Regions from separate parts of the Mus musculus genome. Here region 2 is linked to region 1. Evidence: chromatin contacts called from public Hi-C data. All regions are on one chromosome and are shown on one strand. The core of a region is the stretch at or near the end of the contact, and the rest is flanking DNA. Distances in the headings are between cores, read along the strand shown. Region 1 holds the start of Xirp2 (xin actin-binding repeat containing 2). Region 2 overlaps Xirp2 (xin actin-binding repeat containing 2).

Evidence for each region. A called contact is a pair of places that touch in the nucleus more often than the background predicts.
Region 2: a Hi-C map of cerebral cortex shows a contact between it and region 1, with 3 times the contacts expected there. The contact joins the enhancer-like site here to the promoter of Xirp2 in region 1. A contact is called at or near these places in 5 of 39 promoter capture datasets (the 3T3-L1 cell line, 3T3-L1-derived adipocytes, embryonic stem cells and 2 more), 1 of 484 Hi-C or Micro-C datasets (cerebral cortex), 1 of 115 datasets of contacts at active chromatin or transcription factors (heart atrium) and 3 of 9 other capture datasets (adipose tissue, liver and pancreatic islet).

Annotation. Positions count from the first base shown.
Region 1 is chr2:67,444,648-67,447,319 of GRCm38.p6, forward strand. Xirp2 (xin actin-binding repeat containing 2) reads left to right here and starts at 1,355. Exons shown (of 9, transcript NM_001024618.2): 1 at 1,355-1,507.
Region 2 is chr2:67,486,018-67,488,689 of GRCm38.p6, forward strand. All of the region lies in intron 3 of Xirp2 (xin actin-binding repeat containing 2), which reads left to right. Among named protein-coding and RNA genes, the nearest start is that of Gm13601, 29 kb to the right of the region's middle. Within about 2 kb of position 1,369, at least 22 of the 459 cell types and tissues checked have an H3K27ac peak or open chromatin away from gene starts, as enhancers often do. A contact at or near this core is called in cerebral cortex, where this site is marked.

The sequences.
Region 1 (2,672 bases), core at 105-2,604:
ATCTTCCAAGTGATAAGAGCATTCTCAATGAAGAAACACACGTCACAGTTGCAGACTGGGTACTTGAGATATAGTTAGTACAAGTGTGGAACTGAAAATTAAAATTTCATTAAATATTAATAATTTAAATTTCTGGTGACCACATGCCTAGCAATGACCATACATACTGGTCAACAAATCTTGAGATAGTTTACACTGGAAAATCTTGTGGAATACTCAGGACCATTGAGTAAAGATTTTTGTAGAGATAAGAAGCTGCAGTATCACTAGTTGCACTACTTTTAATAAAAACCTGTAGATGAAAAAAAAAAACATATATGCTTATATTCATTGATCATAGTATGGTCAATTGTAAGCTCAGTTATGTTTTGCAATTAGCAGTGTAAAAGTAAGATGCTTTCTTCAAGTTGCAGACAATTTCCTTTGTTTGTTTTGGTTTTTTGTGAGTCCAGCTGCATAGGACACACAGGGCACAACTCTGGGAAGTTATAGAAGAGTTGAAAGGTTGGTGAGCAGGATTCTTCATTCTAACGCATTCTAAAGAATGTGGCATTATGAAGCTGAAGGGTAATATCAGCTAACTTCCGTCTCCATTTGGGCTAGCAGAGTCTACTGAGAAAGTACAGTGGCAATGGTATGTAATAGAATTCTCTCAAGAGCACATAAGATGAATCTTTCCCTGCCTGATCTATCTTGCCCTTTCCTACTAAACACTACAGTATGAGTGCTTTATGAGGGAAGACTTGAAAAGCAAACATTGCTTTACACACCGAGAATATGAAAATTGTAAATTAAAAAAAAATCTATGATGATCCCAGGGTGATCCTCCAATATTTCAGTCTGTAGAATCTGAGATAGGAGGATCCAGCCCATTGCACATAGGAAACACCTACTTCCTATAGAAAAGAAAAGAAAACAAGAATCAAAGTTCCCTTCTGAAGATTTCAAGTTAATTATCACTATCCCAAACAGAATAAATAAGATCAACTTTTTGTGTGCTTTGTTTTCAAATCCTTTACTCTTAAGTGAGTAAAGGTATCTTTTAAAAGCAAGCAATTGAAGTCCTTTAATAACCCCACTTTATTCATTATTTATTTCTCAGAATATGTTGAGAAGTTCAGACTTTGGTGTGATAGTGGCTATGGAAGGGAGTTTGAGTGACTGCACATGTGTCAGAGCCATGCATACATTTCTCAGGAGAGTACTAAGCAGTATGACCTCAGAGACTCACTTCTGAAAGGAGTGGTTGACTCAAGCCCCACCTAGACAGAGCTCAGTTCCTAAAAATAGGTGCTAGGTTGCATCCTTTGGACACAGGGCTAAAATAAATTCAGCAGCCCTGCCTGCTTGCCTCATAGACTCTTCGGTGGAGCTGGTCTCCACTCTGCTGGTTGCTTTCAGGGGACTGGGAAATTTGCTGTGTGTCAAACAGGGAGGAGCCTTTCAAGTGAAGAGTTGCAAATCCATAGAGCATTTCTACGGAGCTAGGGTCAATTCTGGTACAAAGGTATGTGTAATAGAGTCCCGTGTGTGCCAAGGTTATAAAATGTTCGACTCTTACTGAAAGAGCAGTGAAGACTGAAAGTCAAATGTCATTATATAAAAGAAAATTGATCAAGTTGGATTTGTTCTTAGAATTGTGCTTAGCACTGTTGGATATGAAATTTAGAACCTCATGTGTTAATCTCTCTCCAATAAATTATTTTAATGTTTAATCTTAAAGAATAATGAGCTTAATAACCAGTCACAACTTAAAAGTTATCCTACAATTTACAGCCAGAAGGGAAACTGAAAAATGCTTTGTCTCTCATGTGCGCAGAGAGAAAAATATACAGATTAAGAAATGCGAATGATATTTCATGAAGCTTGATGAGGAAAAAGGGGAGCCTGAAACGTTTTCAAATGTTTCAGCACACTCTGAGAAATGCAGGAAAGTTATTGCTTCTCAGTCATAGTTTGATTTTTGTAGATCTTGCTCTAGCTGCGGGCTTATGTCCTCTGGGAGTCTTACTGAAGTTAAGGATTAAAGAATCAGGTTCTTCCATGTTTTTCAGAATTAAGGAAAGCACTTCCAGTTGGATCTGCCAGCCCTAATTACGGTAACTGCAAACTCAGAGTATACTGAGATAGTGCTTTGAGGGTATCATGCCCTATATACACTTTCAAATGTATTTTTTTTTTCTGTCTTCAATTGCCCATGAACATGTTAATTTGGTCCTGTTGTGCTGTGTTTGGATGCTAAGAGACTGAAGTGATTTGGGAGTGACAGTCTAAGAGATTCTCCTAAGACATGGTGGGAAAGCAAGGACTCTCTAAGGTTGCATAATGCTGGGTTTAAATTTAGCCAGCTGGTGTTGAACTGAAAGATATTTTATTTTTACCAGAGCTCAATTTGGTCACTGACGGAGCTGTTGGTTGTTTGACACATTTTAAAATTTTGTGTTAAGGTGTCAAAAGACAAGTTAAATATTTACTTCAACTGTATTCAGAGTTATGGATTATTTTTTAATGAAAGGATACCTGTTGATAGTTTTAGACAATATAAAAGGGAATGGAAAATGTTGGGGCAGAAATCAGAAATTCTGCATTGTATGTTTAAATATCTCTCTGCTTCTTCGCTTGATATTTGAGTATTTTCCCTTCTTGGTATCCACGCATCAGCTAAGAACTAG
Region 2 (2,672 bases), core at 119-2,618, 41 kb after region 1:
TTTTGGGAGAATAGCATTCTGGCTGGGAGACAGAGCACACCTGCAATTCCAGCACTCAGGAGTTGGAACAGAAATATCATGTTTGGGGCCAGTCTAGTCTATTGGCAGGTTGCCAGCCCAGACTGCACAATGAGACTGCTTATATGCACATATACATACACACACACACACACACACACACACACACACACAAACAGATCTTTATAGGGTTCCCCCACCGGTTATTACTGGTTTCTAACAGTACTCATGGAGACTTTGACGTAAAAAGAAAAATCATTTTGCTTTGCTTCTAGCAGGAATGATTGGCATGTATCTCTTCCTCTGAGACAATGAGCCACACAGAATACCCCTCCCATTTATTTATGTCAGATTTATCCTATCAGCCCTTTAAATTTTTTCCAGTTTTAAGAATGAGTTTTCAGCATTCTATGTTTGAAAAGATAATTGATCCTTCATGCTCAAAGCCAAATACCACTCAAAGGAACACTTTTTAACTTTTATTTCTTATGGCTTAGATGTATGTATTTGTAGGAGTGTTTTGCCTGCATGTATGTACATGTACTTCATATGTGCCTAGTTCCTACAAAGGTCAGAAAAGGGCATCAGATGCCCTATAACTGGAGTCCTGATCTGTGAGTGCTGGGGACTACTCAACTCATCTGCAGGAGCAGCCAGCGCTCTTAGCTGAGCAATCTCTCTAATCCTAAAGGATAAGTTTTATCCGTTCACTATGACAAACTCTATTTCGGAAGGACATCTTGAAAATTCAGCTCCCTCAACCTCAGATGAGGACCTCATAATGTGTGTGAAGCAGATGGTGGAATGGACATATAAATGGGAAAGAAACTGTTGCGTCTCCCCTGTTCATGCCAGTCTACAGCTTCTCTCTGGTGCTCTTAGGGCTTTTATCCTGTTCTTCTCTTCTTTGTTTAGAAGCTTCATTAACATATAATTTGCATACCATACTACCCACCCACTTTATGGGTACAGCTCAGTGACCGTTTTATACACTTGCGGAGTTATTTAATGTCACTGCAACCTAGTTCTAAAATATGCCTGGCCCCTCCAGAAGAATCCTCAGACCGCCCCACCCCCACCCCAGGAATAGTCTAGCCCTCTGAGCCCTCTTCTCAAGCTCAACATTGGGCTTTCATATTTTTCCCTAAATACCCTCTTCATTCTCTTTCCTCATCTTTGTGGAGAGCTGAGGAGCCCTCTAATTGTTGAGCCCAGAAGCCTCTTCCTTCTGGAAATTGCTTTTATTTCTTTCAGTTTCTCGTTCCATTCTGTGGCTTAAGGGAGAAGGAACAGATGGGGCCCCAAATGTTTTTGGAAGTGCTCAGTGTGGTGGAGCACCCAGGAAATGGTTTCCCTGTGGATCTGATGCCCTGAGCCTCAGCATGAGCTGAAAGCATCTGGGTTCCTCTCCCTGATGCCACCTCAGATGTACTGGATGGTGGCACATGCTTTTCACACGCATCTGCTATTGCAGAAATGCAAATGTAAACATTAGTCCTCTGAAAGTTGCCGTGGTGTGGTTTTAGAAGGATCCCTGAACAATTTTAGGTCTTAAAACAACAACAACAACAACAACAACAACAACAACAAAAATGTTTCTGTCAGCTTCTGATAGATGCAATCTGATATCTGTGTGTTTTGGGTTCTACAAAGGTGACCTGTAATTATTTTCAAGCAAACTAAATGTATTTTTATCAGTTGCATGTGCACATTGCCAAGGTACTCATACTTAAAATTACCTTTAGTTTATGCCACAAATATCACTTCCCAAGGTCATAAATTGATATTACTAGCTCTGCCCTGAACTGGACCACTATTGAAACAGAGTGTCTTATATCATAGTTCATGTGTATGCACTTTTTAAAAATAATATTGCAACTAAAAATAGTAACACTCAAAATAAGGCAATCTGGAGTATATTTGGCCTCTGGCTCTAGAGTCAGACAACTTGTATTATAATTTCTCAGGGTCAACCACCTATCCTATACTATATTGCACTGCTAATGTAATACTACGAACTCCTTTATTTATAAGGATCCAAAACGTAGAGGCTCACAGTTCTGGCTGCTGATATGCTAAGGTCCTGGGGCACAGTGAGGATTTTCTTGTTGCATCTTAATAGGAATGCAACAAGAGCCAAGGGGGAGAAAGAGAGAGAAAAGGAAAGAATATTTGTGGTGGGAGAGGGGATTAACTGAGCAGTCCATATACTGTCATATACCATATAGGCATTTTACTTCGAATAATCATTCTTAGAATATGATATTTTTTAAAATCTTTATGTGAGTGTAATGTCACAAAGAGGCCTTCTTTTACACCTTCACATTCTTGTCAGCTCTTTGTTTAGCTCTAGGTAACAACCGTTTCTTGGGAACTCCAGAAATAATTGGAAATTAGCTTAAAATGAGCATACCTCTCTGTGCTTTGGGCATATGTTGTTCTGGAATCGTCAGAAACACTGCTGAGTGCACATTTTAAAAATTAGAGTAGTAAGCAGGTCTTTGTCTGAGGAAAAGTGCTTAGCCTCCTGTAAGAAGTGAAAAAGATGAGGAGTCAAACTGCTCCGGAGACAAAGGAGGGGAGAGAGAATAAAACCTCCTTTGTGCAGGCCTTGCTTGACGCCAGGATGCCACCATGAATAGTTTGGCTTTTAA